2 separate regions of the Mus musculus genome follow, and region 1 is linked to region 2. The links are chromatin contacts, called in public HiChIP or PLAC-seq maps. All regions are on one chromosome and are shown on one strand. Each heading gives the region's core, a stretch centred on a gene start, on an enhancer-like site or on the middle of the called end of the contact. The rest is flanking DNA. Distances are from core to core; before and after follow the strand shown. Region 1 has its middle 33 kb from the start of Gm52501. Region 2 overlaps Arhgap21 (Rho GTPase activating protein 21).

The links. HiChIP or PLAC-seq counts read pairs in DNA pulled down with a chosen protein or histone mark.
Region 1: a contact with region 2 is called in an HNF4G HiChIP or PLAC-seq map of pancreatic cancer cells. The contact joins two enhancer-like sites. A contact is called at or near these places in 11 of 115 datasets of contacts at active chromatin or transcription factors (acute myeloid leukemia, bone marrow-derived dendritic cells, embryonic basal ganglia and 7 more) and 3 of 9 other capture datasets (adipose tissue, embryonic stem cells and pancreatic islet).

The regions. Positions count from the first base shown.
Region 1 is chr2:21,260,389-21,263,550 of GRCm38.p6, reverse strand. No RefSeq gene overlaps it. Among named protein-coding and RNA genes, the nearest start is that of Gm52501, 33 kb to the right of the region's middle. Within about 2 kb of position 1,735, at least 43 of the 459 cell types and tissues checked have an H3K27ac peak or open chromatin away from gene starts, as enhancers often do. A contact at or near this core is called in pancreatic cancer cells and pancreatic islet, where this site is marked.
Region 2 is chr2:20,936,317-20,939,328 of GRCm38.p6, reverse strand. The region is part of intron 1 of Arhgap21 (Rho GTPase activating protein 21); the gene reads left to right. Among named protein-coding and RNA genes, the nearest start is that of Arhgap21, 30 kb to the left of the region's middle. Within about 2 kb of position 1,603, at least 53 of the 459 cell types and tissues checked have an H3K27ac peak or open chromatin away from gene starts, as enhancers often do. A contact at or near this core is called in pancreatic cancer cells and pancreatic islet, where this site is marked.

The DNA of each region.
Region 1 (3,162 bases), core at 486-2,985, 320 kb before region 2:
ATCCCCTCCCATTGAAGCCAGAAAGTTTTAAATAAAATGCAGATCACCTAGTGAAAATCAGTGAGTGCCAGCCCACCCTGGATTTCACCTCCCTTTTCCCTTCCCTTTTCCTTAGTTGTTCAACACCAGCTAGAGCAGGAGCCAGCACACTGAGGAAGTAGCTTCCTCAATGCCTCTCATGCAAAGCCCTCCAGCTCCTAACTGCCCATCTCTCCAGAGCCTCGGGACCTCAGGACTAAGTCTTGGGAGGCGAGTGCATATTGCATAGTTTGACCTCTTAGAATAACCCCCACCCCTCAGCTTTGCTAACAGCATCCTTTGAATTCCTTTCCTCCAGCACTTTGCCTGCAAGTCCATAAAGAGCTCTCCTCCAAAAAAGGGGGTGGGCAATGGTTTCTGGACTGAAGTACAAACACCACTCATACAGGTCACCGCCTTCCTTGCCCACCGTGACATCAGTTGACATACAGCCTGGATGCACCGCCTCATTGTAATTCTGGTGAGGTGGATGTATTTGTCCCCCTCTCATTGCAGCTGCACATTAAGTCCTGAAAGATGGCCTGTTCTTAGCCAAGTACAGACTGAGAAGCTGGGATAGCCAGCTTTCATCCCAACGAGGTGGGTGTGAGGGAGGTGGTTGGAACTGCAATAGAACATTTACTGGACAGGTGAACCAAGAGTGACAAAAAGGAAAGTGTTTCTCACTTTATGTTTGGCACTTGCTGTAAATTACAAGCCAAGCACAATGGCCACAATGGCAGCAGCGGAGAGGAAGCTGTCTTTCTTCTAAGAAGCGGCTGCTTCGTTTGCATGCCTAGGACTGGAATCCAAGTTACAAGTCAGTGGATTAGGTCCTCTAAGGAGACACATATGAAAATCTGTGCCAGTTTTTCCAATTGTTTGCCTTAGATAAGAAGGAGGGAGTTAGAAAGGCGGGACATAGGCAGATAGAAGGGAAGAAAGGAAGTGGGAAGGAAGTACAGATAGGGAGGGGAAAGGTGGGTGGGAAGGAAGTGGGTGGGAGGGAGGCCAGGCCAGGCCAGGGAGGAGATAGATGGTCCTCCATTTAGCCAAGCTGCTCACCTGGCTATAGACATGGCAAGCACATGAAGAACTCAATAAAAGGCAATAAAAGATATAGGGTGCTGTGGCTAACTGAGGCAATTGACTAAACTATGAGAAAAGACTCTCACACAGACTTTGGACATAGCCTGAAGCAAGCAGCTGGCTTGCTAGTGAAGCCTAAAATCTCTTCAGGTTTTTATTGTTTTCCTAATGCTTTCAATTTTATGAAAAGCGAAAACAATTTTTAGCATGTGTGTGATGTATGTGCATGTGTGAGAGTATGTTTGTGTGTTCCTCCATAGTTTATGTGAGCATTGTCAACTCCATGGCTATTTTATTCTCACACACACACACACACACACACACACACACACACACACACACACACACACACACACGTGAGCTCGCACACCACAACCCCCACTGTGGGTTATTGAATTCATTTTTAAAAAGAAGTTGAGGTGCTTCCCTGAAGGAGAAAATCTTGACTGATGCCTGGTGGCAGAAGCAGACACAGATGGCCTGCTTAAGACAGAAACTTCTGTGAAGTGAGGAAGACACTTTCAAAAACACGGCTCCTATTATTTTCAAAGGGCATTTAAGGACACCACTGATCTTGGCTTCTGGTCTGTGCAGGGCAGCCATCCTGCTGGTCCAGTGTGCAGATCAACCGCTAGAGGGAGACAGGGACCTGAACTTCCACAGCAGTCAGGCTTCCCTACATAGTGGAAGAAGTTTCACTTCATGTCTTTGGAGACTGCTCAATTTCTAGATTGATCCCTCTCTTCAATAGTCACTGAAGGGCCTCTGTGCGTTCACATTACACAGTTAGGGACACCAAATCTGTACACCCAGTAGGGCCAGTCTTGCATTTGAAGTGGTATAGAGAGAAGTCAGGAAGTTTACAAAGCAAACATGCCAGCTTTCCCCTAGGCTCCTATCTCACCTGACTGACAATTTGAGGACAGGCCTGCAGCATCTGTCTCACCTGCTGCCTGGCTTTGGCCACACTGAAGGTTTAAACAAGGGAACGAAGCAAAAGCTCCTTTGCCTTTCAAAACTGTATCTGCTATATGTAGCCAGTTCCCTCAGTTAATGTAACAGAGACACCTCTTGGGTTATCCTCTATCAGCATGCCCCATGGGTACATGAAGAGGTGTTCACTTGGCATTAACTACTAGAGGGAGACCAGATGCTCCCTACCAAGGAAACAGTGAATAAGCTCTGACGACACTCCCGGATGTGTTATGAGGAATCCTTTATCATCACAATCTAATGGTGATTCAGATGACTCGCTGGGTCAGCTACTAAAGCTCTTTTCAACTAGTAAAATCATTTGCCACACAAGTCTGATGATCTGAGTTCAATTCCCAAATCCAACAGTAGGCGAGGACCAAGCTGTCCTCCGATCTCCACATATACACTGTGACACTGGACCCGCACACACGCATACACACAATGATAATTAATTTTCAAAATTAAACACTAAATGAAAACTAGCACATTGGAAAACTAATGATCAAGTTGAGCTAGATCACTTTTGTTTTTTTGAAACAGGATCTTACTGTGTAGTCCAAGCTGATGGAAACTCAGCAGCCTCCTCCCTCTGCATCACTATAGCTGGCTGATCTTCATTAGGTTTTTTGGTTTTTTTTTTTTTTTTTTTTTTTTTTTTTTTTAGTAAAGCTCTATGGGACTGCAGATATGGCTAGGACATGTCTCCAGGAGCACTGGCTGCTTTTCCAGAGGGACCAGGTTCAGTGCCCAGCATCCACAAGGTAGTTCACTGAACCTGTCTTCTGGCCTACTAGGAGACCAGGCACACAGGTCATGAACACACATGCTTTTAGGCAAAGTACTAATATACATAAAATAAAATCATCTTAAAAAAAAAAAAGCAAAGGCTCAAACTCTGAGCTATTGCTAAGAGCTGAACTTTCCTCGTCTTTCTTAATTTTTTACGTTAAAATACATACTCATTTTATAATCAAAACCTGGAATAAACTACTTTTAGGGAAAAAAGAAGGTGCTCCTTTTGTGTGAATGAGTATAAAGGAGATTGTAACCAGTGAGAACAAAGGATGGTTACTAAGGAAG
Region 2 (3,012 bases), core at 354-2,853:
TGTTTGAGACATGATGACTTGATTCTGCTTTATATCATGGTAAATGGTTAAGTGGTGGTCGATGAGGCAGCTTCCCAATGGCCTTGAGTTGAGAAAATGGGTGGGAAGTTCTTCTCGTGGAATGAACGTCCATTAAAGAGTGAAGGACTTGATTTTCTTGCAGTTACGCAAACACAAGCAAATGCAGCACTTATACATTTATCGGCCAAAGGCCTGAGAATATTTCTGTCTAAATGAAGTATATGCTTGGCTTATACTGTATTTTCTCTTGGTTGAAGAAAATTGGGCTCAATAACTCATCAGGCTTCGAGGTAGAAGCCACAAAGGTGCATTCAGAATGTTTAAGAAGTAGCATGTTCAGAGCTGTAGACTAAGTCAGTAATCACAGCAGGGAGGAGAAAGCATGGCTCGGAACACAAGGACAGCAAATCTCTCTTCTATTCATCTTGCTGCACACATCTGTTCCTTTCTCTTCCATCACAGACCACTTTACAACTTTGTCCACTTATGTACCATTGGCCCTGCAGCCACCTCCGCACAACAGTGTCCTTGGCGTTGCCTCTCCTGTGACCCTTCCCTCATCCTTTGGAGCAGATGGAAGCTAAGGTTGGGTCATTCAGGAACAATGTGTTTTATTTCCCTTTTCTTTCATTTCTGGCTTAGGCCTTTGGAACCATTCTGATTGTGCCCCTGTTGTTTTCTGTGATCACCCCCACCCCCACCCCCATTGCTCTGTCACAGGGCTGTATCTTCATTCTTCGTGCTTGCTGTCCTGAAGAGGCAGACTGGAGCTACATTGGTAATGAACTATCCTCTGACTCCTTTGCTGATTCTGTTAGCCCTTGTTTTCTTTTGTGATATATTGTCCTAGTCCTGATGCCCAGTTCCTGAGCCTTCCCTCATGATCGTCTGTAACAGTTCTGACACCTCTGTTTAATATGAAGTCTCATTTTGGCCAGACTTCTTAGCTCTTGCCCAGTGGTGTATGTGAGCCTCCCTCTCCATCACCCTCTCCCTCTCCCATCCCTACAACTACTCTCCACAGCTAACTTGTCATAAGCCAGTGGGGATTGGCAAGGGTCTTTAGTTCTTGGGAAATAAAAGGCCCTTCCTCTTTCTTCTTGGCCTTGTTTCTAGCCTGTATTAGGTGGGGCAGATCACTTGCAGCCCAGAGTGAATTCTCCATTCGTGGGCAGTGCTCTGAGTATTTTACTTGGGATACCATGACTTACTGGGTTTCCCTCTCTTCTGTTCCTAGTCTTGCTCTCCAGGGACTGGCCACCATCCTTTTAAGAGGGTCTTTCTTTAGGCAGATTCACCCTGGCTTGTTGACCCTGGGCTTTGTATGGTACAGAATCATCGTCCGAGCATCTACATGGCTTTCTGGTCTGTTACTTAGTCGTCTGCCCTGTGAACTTAGTCTTTCCTGCCTGGATTCTTGTTCCCTGTGCCCAGGTCTTACAAACTTTGTGTGCTATAAGCAGGGGCAGCCTAGGGCTCATTTCATCTCTTCAAGGGTTCACTGCCTGAGAGATCCCTGCTGATCCCTGTCATAGCCTCATAGTTGCTGTGTGAGCTTGGTAGGTTGTGTGGTACAGTGTTACTTCCTTATTGCTTGAGTAGCTCATTACCTCTCCAACTCAGTGACTAGGAAAATGATTATTGTCTCAGTGTCTTGGTGGGATAGAAATAGAACCAAGCTTCTTGCTTGGCCCTAGTGCTTGGTTTGCCTGGGGAAGGATCTGCTCCTAGGCTCATCCCTGCTCTTCACTTCAGAGGCTATGAAGCTGAGAGCCGTAGTTATTTTTTTTCTTTGTTAAAACTGGTGATTTCATTTTACTTATTTTTAATGTGTGAGCTTGCTTGCATGCATGTATATGAATCACATGCAACGCCTAGTGCCTACAGAGGCCAGAAGAAGATTCTGTCAGATTCCCTGGAACTGGAGTTATGGATGGCTGCGAGCTGTCATGTGGGTGCTAGGAACCAAACCCCGGATCTGGGCAAGAACAGAGAGAACCATCTTTCCAGCCCCTCTTCCCTCCCCTCACACAGACCTTAGTTCTCAAGCTGGCTGCTGGGTGGAAGGCATCTTCAATTTTGTGTTTCGTGCCATGTGATCCTTTCCAGAGCCAGTTCAGTTTTCCACATGGCAGTTTGTTTCATAAAGAAGATGTAAGGGAGAAGCAGAGACTGTGGGCAAGACAAAGGTGGCAGTGTTTTGGACTCTAACCTTGGAAGTGACATTCCATCACTTTATGGAATCTCATTCTTCAGAAGCTAATCAGTAGGTACAGCCCACACTCAAGGGAGGGGTCTGTACATAGAAGGAATGCCAGAGGTGGGGAGAGTGATTAGAGTCCATTGCAGAGGTGGGGAATGTGTTGGAAATCTCTCCCGTATCCCTTGGTTTATGAGGAGGCCCACAGATCCGAATCTGTAGTATTCAGCTCTGGTAGGCAATCACAGGTAACAGACACCAAAGCAAATCAGCAAAGAGGAAAGGAAAGGAGGCTGGGACAAAGGTCAGTGGAAAGCACACACAGCTTCCAGGAGTCCTCCTGTGGTGAAGTCACACAGGATGTGCTTAATTGCTTCAGCAACTGACTGTTAATGGTGCGTGTGTAAAGTGCACCAGAGACACTCATTCAAGGTGAGACTTTTTTTTTTTTAAACTGGAAGCCTTTTGCCTAGAATATACCAAAATTCTAGAATCCTAGAAAGAATGAAGGTGCTTAACGTAGAGTACTGCACCCCACAGGTTAGGCAAAGCAAGCCAGTCTCATCAGCAACCATTGATGGGGACATTCTTCCGATCCAAACAGCATGGCTCCTATAGCCACCTTGAGCCAGCATCTGTGAGGCCTGGTGTGCTGACTCTTCTGAATAAGATGGAGTTGAGTTTCATCTTACCACACATCAAAGTAACCAGTCAAAGTATCTTGTCAAAGCCAGGTGTGGTGGTGCATGCTTGTGATTCTAACTTGTAAGAGACTGAGGCAAGAAGAAAGG